Regions from separate parts of the Mus musculus genome. Here regions 1 and 3 are each linked to region 2. Evidence: chromatin contacts called from public promoter capture Hi-C data. All regions are on one chromosome and are shown on one strand. The core of a region is the stretch at or near the end of the contact, and the rest is flanking DNA. Distances in the headings are between cores, read along the strand shown. Region 1 holds the start of Cdc42se2 (CDC42 small effector 2). Region 2 holds the start of 9530068E07Rik (RIKEN cDNA 9530068E07 gene). Region 3 holds the start of Lyrm7 (LYR motif containing 7).

Region 1 (2,950 bases), core at 174-2,673, 2.4 Mb before region 2:
TCAAATCCAGCCAACCCAAACACCCAGCTTCTAGTGGGGAAGACAGGAGCAAAATTAACAGAATAAATTGTGCAGACTGTTCTGGGAACAGGAGAACAAGGGCAGATAGATGGGGGAAGGATTGAGCCTGTAGCAATGTAAAGAAGTGGGTTTAGGCTACGCATCATTGTTAAAGAAGATCTGAGTGGAGTTGAGGGGAGAAGGCAGACATTAGAGAATGTCCTAGTCCCTGAGTATAGACTGGACATTGCAAGCACCAGTGAGACTGGAGATGAATTCTGAGACCTATAGGGAAAAAAAAAAATCTCAGAGGCTTTGTCAGCCATTGTAAAGATGTTATCTTCTACAGTAACGGGAACACTGGTGGATTTTGATCGGATGAGACATGAGCTGACTCTCCTTGCGGGAGGATATTCTCCCTCTTGTTTTGACAACACAGTTTGTTGATGGTGGTCAGGGAGGTCATTTAAGAAAGCCACTGAAGTGTGACTGGGACCACGGATGACAGAAACAATGTAGATGAACAGTCTGATTTTCTTTTTGTTTGAATGTAGAACCACGCCAATTACCCTTATGGACAGAATGGATGTGAAATTGAGAATAAGAGGAACCAAGGAGTACTCCAGTTTTGTCACTGAACAAGCTAGAAATTTCCTATCAATAGTGATGGTCATGCAGCTCCCTGTCTGAGTATGTGTGGCTAGATTTCAGTGGGAAGGCGTCCATTTGTTTCTTGCTTCTGGGTGCCTAAAGTGTAAAGTTAATGTAGTCATAAAATGTGGTGGCTGAGGCAGGAGGACTGCTGTGAGTTCCAGGTCAGCCAGGGTTCTACTCCAAAAGTCCTTAAGCTTGTGACATACACTAGTAATCCCAGCGCTTGGGAGACGGAGGCAGGAGGATCACAAGATCCAGGCCATCCTTACCTATATAGTGAGTTTGAGGCCACTCTGGGGCTACAAAAAGGCCCTCCCTCAAACAACGTCAAAGCAAAACCAAAAAAAAAAAAAAAAAAAAAAAACCAAAAAAAAAAACGATCCCACAAGAAGTCACAGAGACGAACTTTTCAAATGCCAGGTAGATATTCTTGACTCTCCAATGAGTCAGTGATTCTGATTCCTTGAAAGTAACGTGATCTGAGCGTGAGAGACATCTGGTGCTGGCCAGCTCTGCCTAGCAGCGCCTTGCTCGCCCGGGCACGTCTACGGCTGGATCCGGACAGGAAGGTGCTGTGGCGCGAGGCAGCGGCATCCATCTTCCCCGTAGCCCACCCAGCGGTCACTCTTTGCGCGCCTAGCATCCCCTAGGTCTCGCCACTCCCTCACTGGGCGGGGCCTCACAGCTACCAGCCCGCCTACTGGGGGGGGACAGGGCGTGTCCTTGTAGTGGGGGCGTAGCCGCGCAGCCGCACACACCGCTTGTGGCTCCGCCTCTGCGCGCCAGAGCCTAGGCGGGAGGGCGGAGCCCGAAGCGGGGAGCGCAGCTGCTTGGTGTGTGGAGATCCTGGAAGCTTCGGAGCCGGCGCTCGGAGCCGCGCGGCTGGAGCAGGCGGCGGAGACAAAGGCGACGGTGAGTGAGGGAGAGGGCCCCACGTTGGCCCCGCCGCCCGAGGCGCCAAGTGTAGGGTCGCCACTCGGAAGGTTGAGGGCGAGCGCGGCCCGGGCCTCTCCGCGCTGCGGACTGGGGCAGCAGACTGGGGCTGCGGACTGACTGAGGCTGCGGCGGCTCCATTTTCCAGTCTGGGCGAGGTCCTCACGCGAGGACCGGCGTATGGTTCTCTTCATTCTCCGTGAGGCCAGCTTTCACCGTAGCCTGCACCTTCCCGATGGGGGAGGCGCTACGGACCCCTCCCCCAGTCCGCAGCCCCGCCAGTCTGGACCGGCGCGGAGCGGCTGGGCTCCCGAACCCCGACTCCCGCCCGGCCTGCCTGGGACCCCGAGAGAGGAAGCCGGGCCACTGCCTCGCAGTCGCTGCGGCGACTCTTACAGGTTGTTGCACCGGGAGCTCGCGGCCACGGTGGTGAGCATTACTAACGGGTGTGGTAGGTAGCGGCTCGCTGACGTCCGCATTTCGAGCTGAGGAGCAGCCCGGTGCCGGCTGATTTCAGGCAACCCTGGGAATTCCGTTTTAGCGGCAGTGATTGCTACTGCCGAGCTTTCCTGGAGGAGTTTGGTAGTGATGTGCAGAGCGCAGCACTGAGACGTTCTGGGCCTGGGAGTACAGCTCAGTGGTAGGGAACTTGCCTTGCATGTAGGAGGCGGCCCAGAGTAGTTCAGTTCCCCAGTACTCCCACCCGCCACAAAAAGAGGGGGGGGGGGGAAGAAAGAAAGAAAGAAAATTAAATGCTCTTAAAGGACCCTTGCTTAGTAAAATATTGATATAATGAATGAATCTTAAAACACCACACAGAACTGTTCCTACTAGTAAGATGAGGCACATAGCTTCTTGACTCAGATAAAGGACTATTGGAAAGAATGCCTAGCAAGTTTCTGTCCCCCATCCCCATGTAAACTATTAATAATTAGTTGGTCATTATTGCCAGCCAGCATAGCAGATAGTACCTTTGAGATGTGAAATTTTTGAGAGAAGTTGGCTTACAGATTTCTGTTTCTCAGCAGGCCTGATTTCTCCTTTTCTTTGAAAATAATTGAGAAAGATGTTTGGGGTGCATTTTGAGGTCTAGCTTTCTATGTAGTAGGAGTAAAGATGTGTGTGGGCTTTGGAGGGACTGTGGCATGGTCAGTCTTGGATCTCTATGAGCCAGGGAGAGAGAGCTCTGAACTTTAGGGGAGGGGATCTAATGTCGCCTTGGTGGTTAAACATCACAGTTTACCCAGCATACTCATTAGACACATATTAAGCACAGAGAGATTTTTGAATTCTGTTTGTGGAAGGGAACAAAACCTGGAAATGTTTCTCTCTTAAGCTTGAGCATGAAGTTCATTATGTAGTA
Region 2 (2,700 bases), core at 174-2,673:
TGAGACACAAACTTAGGTGCAGTACCCAAAGAAGCCACAGGTGTCAGATTACTCCTAAAGATGCAGTTACAGACTGTTGCTCTAGATGATTAAAGATCAAAATTATGTCTGCATCCACCAGGGAAATCCTCATTACATTCTACCCAAGATATAAGAGCCTTGGAAAACCTAGTCTTTCCTCCCACAGACTCCAAAACCCTCCAGTTAGGGCAGTCAGCTGCCTGCTTTCAGTGCTGCTGAGGAAGGAAACTATGTATGCAACCCAGCACTGTAATAAAGGGACGGGTGATTGGCTGGAGAGTCTCCCTGGGCAAAGAAGGAAGTCAGCCCCAGTTCACATTAAGTTTTCATCTGAAAAAAAAAATCAATAAAGACTTGGGGAGAAAATGATTGCACGCTGGACAGAAAGAAAAATATGACTACTCAACAATGCTCAGTTTCTCCTGCTAAATCTCTGCCTCGGTTTACAGATTTCACTTTCAAGAACGGCTTTAATATCCTGATTTATGCTATAGCATCTGCAAGAAAAGAAAGTTTTTCTCAAATGAGGCGAGAGGGCGTTCGGTAAAACCTCAGCTCAAGGAAGGGCATCTGCCGCAGACACGCTCTCTCCCTTTGTTTCTAAACTCTACTCCTCCTCCAAGGCCCTCAGCCGGTCAGCGTCCCCGGACTCTGCCTCTACACCAAAAGCCCCAGAACTTCTCAGACCTCAGAGATGGAATCCACAAACAGCTCCTCCCCTCTTCCACTCTGGAACAGTCAATCAATTCAGTCCCAACACTGGGTCGCTGTCCCTATCTTTATCTCTGACCTCACCATTTCGAAGGGGAAAACAAAACAAAAACTTGCCTAGCCTTGCTTGTCCCTCTAACCTCAAGCATCTCTCTTAACATCACTCTCCCCAACTCCGACTATCTCTTCGGCCTGTTTCCTATCCAGTCTGCGAGATCTCTGTACTCCCCATTTTGGGGACCTCCCCCCTCCACACCGAGCGCCCTTCCTCCAGGGAGTGTATTCTCAGAGACTCCGTCCACGACACGGGGACTTCCCGTCCCCGCCCACCTACTCGGGTCTCTGAATCTCACAACCCCACTTCTCAGGCCTGGGGAGACCGCACTGGGAGCGCTTCCCAACTCGGGCCCAGCCCTGGGCGCGGGAACTCGGCCGGTGGGAACCACCGTGAGTCGGCGGCGCTCCGTCCCCGTCGGGCCCGACCCGGTCCCTCGCCGTCTCCCTGCGTTCATTACCAGAGCACAGGACGGGCACGAGCAGCAACGCCAGCACCAGAGATCGCGCCAGAGCCCCGAGGCCCCGGGCGCCCGGCCCGGGAGACAGCTTCTCTCGTGCAGCCCCGCACATTCTGCCCAGGGCGGAGGCGGCCATAACGGACTCGGCCCCCGAGCCTGCGCTGTTGCTAGGTTCTGCGAGGTGACGTCAGATACGCGTCCGAAGCGCACTCCCGAAGCAGCTACGTCCCGGCGTGATGACGTTGCATCTCTGAACCCGAAAGGTTAGCGTGGGAGTGTAGAAAAGGGTGCTTAAAAAAAAAAAAAAAAAAAAAGGCGAATGGGACGGATTTATTTTCAACTGGTGGTTTTTTGTTTTGCTCTGTGGTTTATCGTTGTCATCTTTGAGATGTATTTCAGGGGTCATCGCTTAAGAGCACTGGCTGATTCCCCCAGAGCTCCTGGGTTCGATTCCAAGCACCCCTGTATGTGAGGACTCACACCCATCTGTCCCAGGGTATACGGTGCCCTCTTTAGGCATCCTCAAACACTAGACGTATAACTGATGCAGAAACTCATAAGTAAAACAACTACACACAAGTTTAATACACTTAAGAAAGATTATATATATATATATGGAGCTGGAGAGAATGTTCAGCTGTTGAGAGCATTTGCTACTCTTGCAAAGGACTGGGTTTGGTTCCCAGCACTCAGATTAAACAGCTCACAGCCACCTCTAACTCCAGTTCCAGGGGATCTGACTATAAGACCTCTTTTGATCTCCACAGGCATTAGGCATATGGGGTACACAAACATATATGCAAGCAATCATTTCTGAATTAAAACTAGCCAGGTGTGATAGTGCATATCTTTAGTTTCAGCACTCAGGACGCAGAAGCAGGTAAATCTAAGTGAATTCGAGTCCAGCCTGGTCTACAAAGCGATTATAGAACAGCCAGGGCTACACAGAGAAACCCTGTCTCAAAAAATAATAATGATAAAATAAGCATTAAAGAAACAATAAAGAAAGAGTAAAATTGTGTGTAAGTTCAAATGCCCTCCAGTGCCAGAAGAGGGCGTCTACTCCCCTGGAGCTGGAGGTTGCTGTGATTATGAGCCACCCCATGTGGCTCCTGGGAACCACACCCTGGTCCTCTACAAGCACAATTGCTCTAAACTGTTGAATAATTTCTCCAGCACCCTTTTGGTTTTGGTTTTGAAACAAGATCTCAAGTGGCCCAGGCTGGCCTCAAAATTCCTTTTTTTTTTAATTTTATTTTTTAATTAGGTATTTTCTTCATTTACATTTCAAATGCTATCCCAAAAGTCCCCCATATCCCCCCCCACTCCCCTACCCACCCACTCCCACTTCTTGGCCCTGGCGTTCCCCTGTACTGAGGCATATAAAGTTTGCAAGACCAAGGGGCCTCTCTTCCCAATGATGGCCGAGCCGACTAGGCCATCTTATGCTACA
Region 3 (2,700 bases), core at 86-2,585, 2.5 Mb before region 2:
AATAATCTCAGGTCCTCTGGAAAGAACAGCAGTGTTCTTAGGCTTTGGGCCAGCTCTCCAGCCATCAATAACAATTTTTAAAAGTTGACAATTATCTTTGTGTTCTTATATAAGACTCCCTAGGCATGGTATTTCACATTTGTAATCCCAGCCTTGGGGAGGTAGAGATGGGAAGATCTCTGAGACCAGGACAGCCAGTCTAGCCTAACCAGTGAGTTCTGGGCCAATTCTAGGTTTTGAACAAGGTAGAAAGCATTCCTGAGGACGAGTACAGGTTTGGTGGTGACAACTTTTATTCCAGCACTCCAGAGGCAGCAGATCTCAAAGTTTGAGGCCAGCCTGATCTATATAACAAGTTCCACACCAGACAGGGTTACTGTGACACCCTGTCTCAAAAGCAGAATTTTTTTTTCCTTTTTGTTTTTTGATTGACACAGAGTCTCATATAGTCTAGACCAGGGCTGTCCTTGAATTCTTGATGCTCCTGACTTTACCTTCCAAATACTGGGTTTTCAAGTATATCCCACCACACTCAGCTTAATCAAAGATTAAGAATCTTTGATTCTTAATAAACAGTCAGTTTTACCTAAAAGTAGCCTAAAATGTTACAGGAATGTTGAACGCAAATGATTGCGGAACAGGAGCAAGGTGGAAATTTTTATCCATGCCTGCAAGTACTAAGTTAAAATGTATATAAATGTTTTATGGTTATTACTATGAAGCTTCTAATAAATTATTTCCTACCTCAGCAAAACCAAAGAACGGGGCAAGATAAGTAGGGCAATAATGCAGAAGGTGAGGAGGCTCTGGGATCAAGGGTGTGAACTTGAGCAGGCAACTCAACCGCACCTTTGGGGGGAATAATTAAGAGAATGTACAAACAGAACGTTCTGGAGTCAGCGTTCTGATATGTATGGGCTGTGGTTGTTAGGACTTAGCTTTTGTTTGCTTACGTTCCCAAGGAGACAGTCACAGCCCGGAAACCTTATAATATAGACACTTAAGAGACGCCCACGCCCTTAAACAAGAGATAAAAAACGAGCAGGTTCCGAGGCCACCCAGTAACAAACAGTGTGCGCGAGCGGCACGCTAGGCGCGGCGGAGTGAAGTCTGCCCCTAACAAACATGGCTTCTCAGCTACTTCCGTCCTCCTGTCCGTAATTTGGCACCGCGGCTTCTCGCGTTTTTATACTTAGCTCTGCTTAGCAAACGCCTGAACTTCCTCCTGCGGGGAAGGCGGGCTAGGAAGGACATGTTGCATTCTGATTGGTTGCTATGCGGAGCGTCGCCAGCTGTGCCCCGGCCCTGATTGGTTGCCAAGAGGGGGCGCCCTCAGAGGCGGAGTCAGCGGCGTGGGGAGCCATGGGTCAGCCCGCCAAGGTGACAGGGCCGGGAGGAGGGTGCAGGGATGCTGAGGCTCAAGACCCCGGCAAGGGAGGGAGGCGACCCCGAGGGGGGCTGAGAGTGTAAGAGGGTGACAACCTTCAGGGGCAATGAGTGGTAGAGGGTGACAATTTTGAGGGCAGTGAGGAGAGACGACCCTATGGACCGTGAATGGAGGAGGTTGATAGCCATGTGGAAGAGTGAATGATGAGGGAGACAACCTGGAGGGGCTGCAGTGGAGAAGGGGGGGACAGTGAGTGAGGAGGGAGTGGATCTCGAGGGGCGCGGAGCGGAGGAGGGTGACAGCCACACGAGACAATGAATGAGGAGGATGGCTGATCCATGAAAGGTAGTGAATAGAGGAGACTGATGACCATAAACCGACCACCTATGCCTTAATAAAGAAGTTCCATAGTAGGAAGACTATAAACAACTAATAAAATCGTAAGAAGTGCTTCAAATTAATAAACAGCATGTTTTGTGAACCTATAAATAGGATTTAACTTACCTAGAGGAATACAGAAATCTCTAGTGGGCGAGAGGCAGCATTGCTGAGCCTACTTGTTGATGGCAAGCCCAGGCAACATAGATCTTGTCTCGAAATTTAAGAATCACGGGGACTTATAGGCAGACACCTGAAGTTTGATTAAGAATTAGGAGGGGCTGGCCTCAGACTTGTAGCTCACACCGGCGGCCAATTCTCAGCAATCTTCATGCTAAGTGCTGGGAATCTGACTCCCGAGCCACTACGCCCAGCTACTTTTTGCGTTTGAAAAGAAGTTTCTTAGTAGGGCTGAGGTTGTATTTAACTTTTAAGTTGGAGCCCTTAGCATTTTCAAGGCATTGGCTTCCATGCCCAACAGTGCATAAATAATAAGTAAAAAGATATGATTAGCTACAATGTAATGCCGGTTCTAGTAGATTTGTGGTAATGAAGATCACATTTTCTTTTAAAATAACTTTTTCAACTATTTTATTTGCAAGGCATGTATGTCTGTGCACCATGTGCATGTCTGGTACTCACAGAGGCCAGAAGAGGGTGTCAGATTCCTTGGAACCGAAGTTACAGGAGGTTGTCAGCTGCAGTATGGCTGATGGGAAGAGCCTGGTTCCTTTGTGAGAGCAGCCAGTGCTTTAACCTCAGAGCCATCTCTCCAGCCCCCATTTTCTTTTTATTAGGATAATGGTCTTAAGCTAGTGGTGCTGTTTTTATATTAATGGACACCCCCACTCCCCAGGAAGTACTATATAAAATTACTCCGATTACTATCCTTTAGTGTTCCACACTGCAGACTTCCTATGGTCTTAAACTTTGGG

Evidence for each region. Promoter capture Hi-C pulls out the DNA fragments that hold promoters and counts their contacts. Capture Hi-C pulls out chosen DNA fragments and counts their contacts.
Region 1: a promoter capture Hi-C map of cranial neural crest shows a contact between it and region 2. The contact joins the promoter of Cdc42se2 here to the promoter of 9530068E07Rik in region 2. A contact is called at or near these places in 1 of 39 promoter capture datasets (cranial neural crest) and 1 of 115 datasets of contacts at active chromatin or transcription factors (astrocytes).
Region 3: a promoter capture Hi-C map of liver shows a contact between it and region 2. The contact joins the promoter of Lyrm7 here to the promoter of 9530068E07Rik in region 2. A contact is called at or near these places in 2 of 39 promoter capture datasets (both in liver) and 1 of 9 other capture datasets (liver).

What each region holds. Positions count from the first base shown.
Region 1 is chr11:54,786,176-54,789,125 of GRCm38.p6, reverse strand. It overlaps Cdc42se2 (CDC42 small effector 2), which reads left to right and starts at 1,423. Exons shown (of 6, transcript NM_178626.3): 1 at 1,423-1,566.
Region 2 is chr11:52,395,151-52,397,850 of GRCm38.p6, reverse strand. It overlaps 9530068E07Rik (RIKEN cDNA 9530068E07 gene), which reads right to left and starts at 1,423. Exons shown (of 3, transcript NM_153117.2): 1 at 1,248-1,423. The coding sequence starts at 1,383.
Region 3 is chr11:54,859,232-54,861,931 of GRCm38.p6, reverse strand. It overlaps Lyrm7 (LYR motif containing 7), which reads left to right and starts at 1,335. Exons shown (of 5, transcript NM_029327.5): 1 at 1,335-1,380. The coding sequence starts at 1,363. It overlaps Gm31490 (a long non-coding RNA gene), which reads right to left and starts at 2,118. Exons shown (of 3, transcript XR_879859.2): 1 at 1,892-2,118; 2 at 1-16.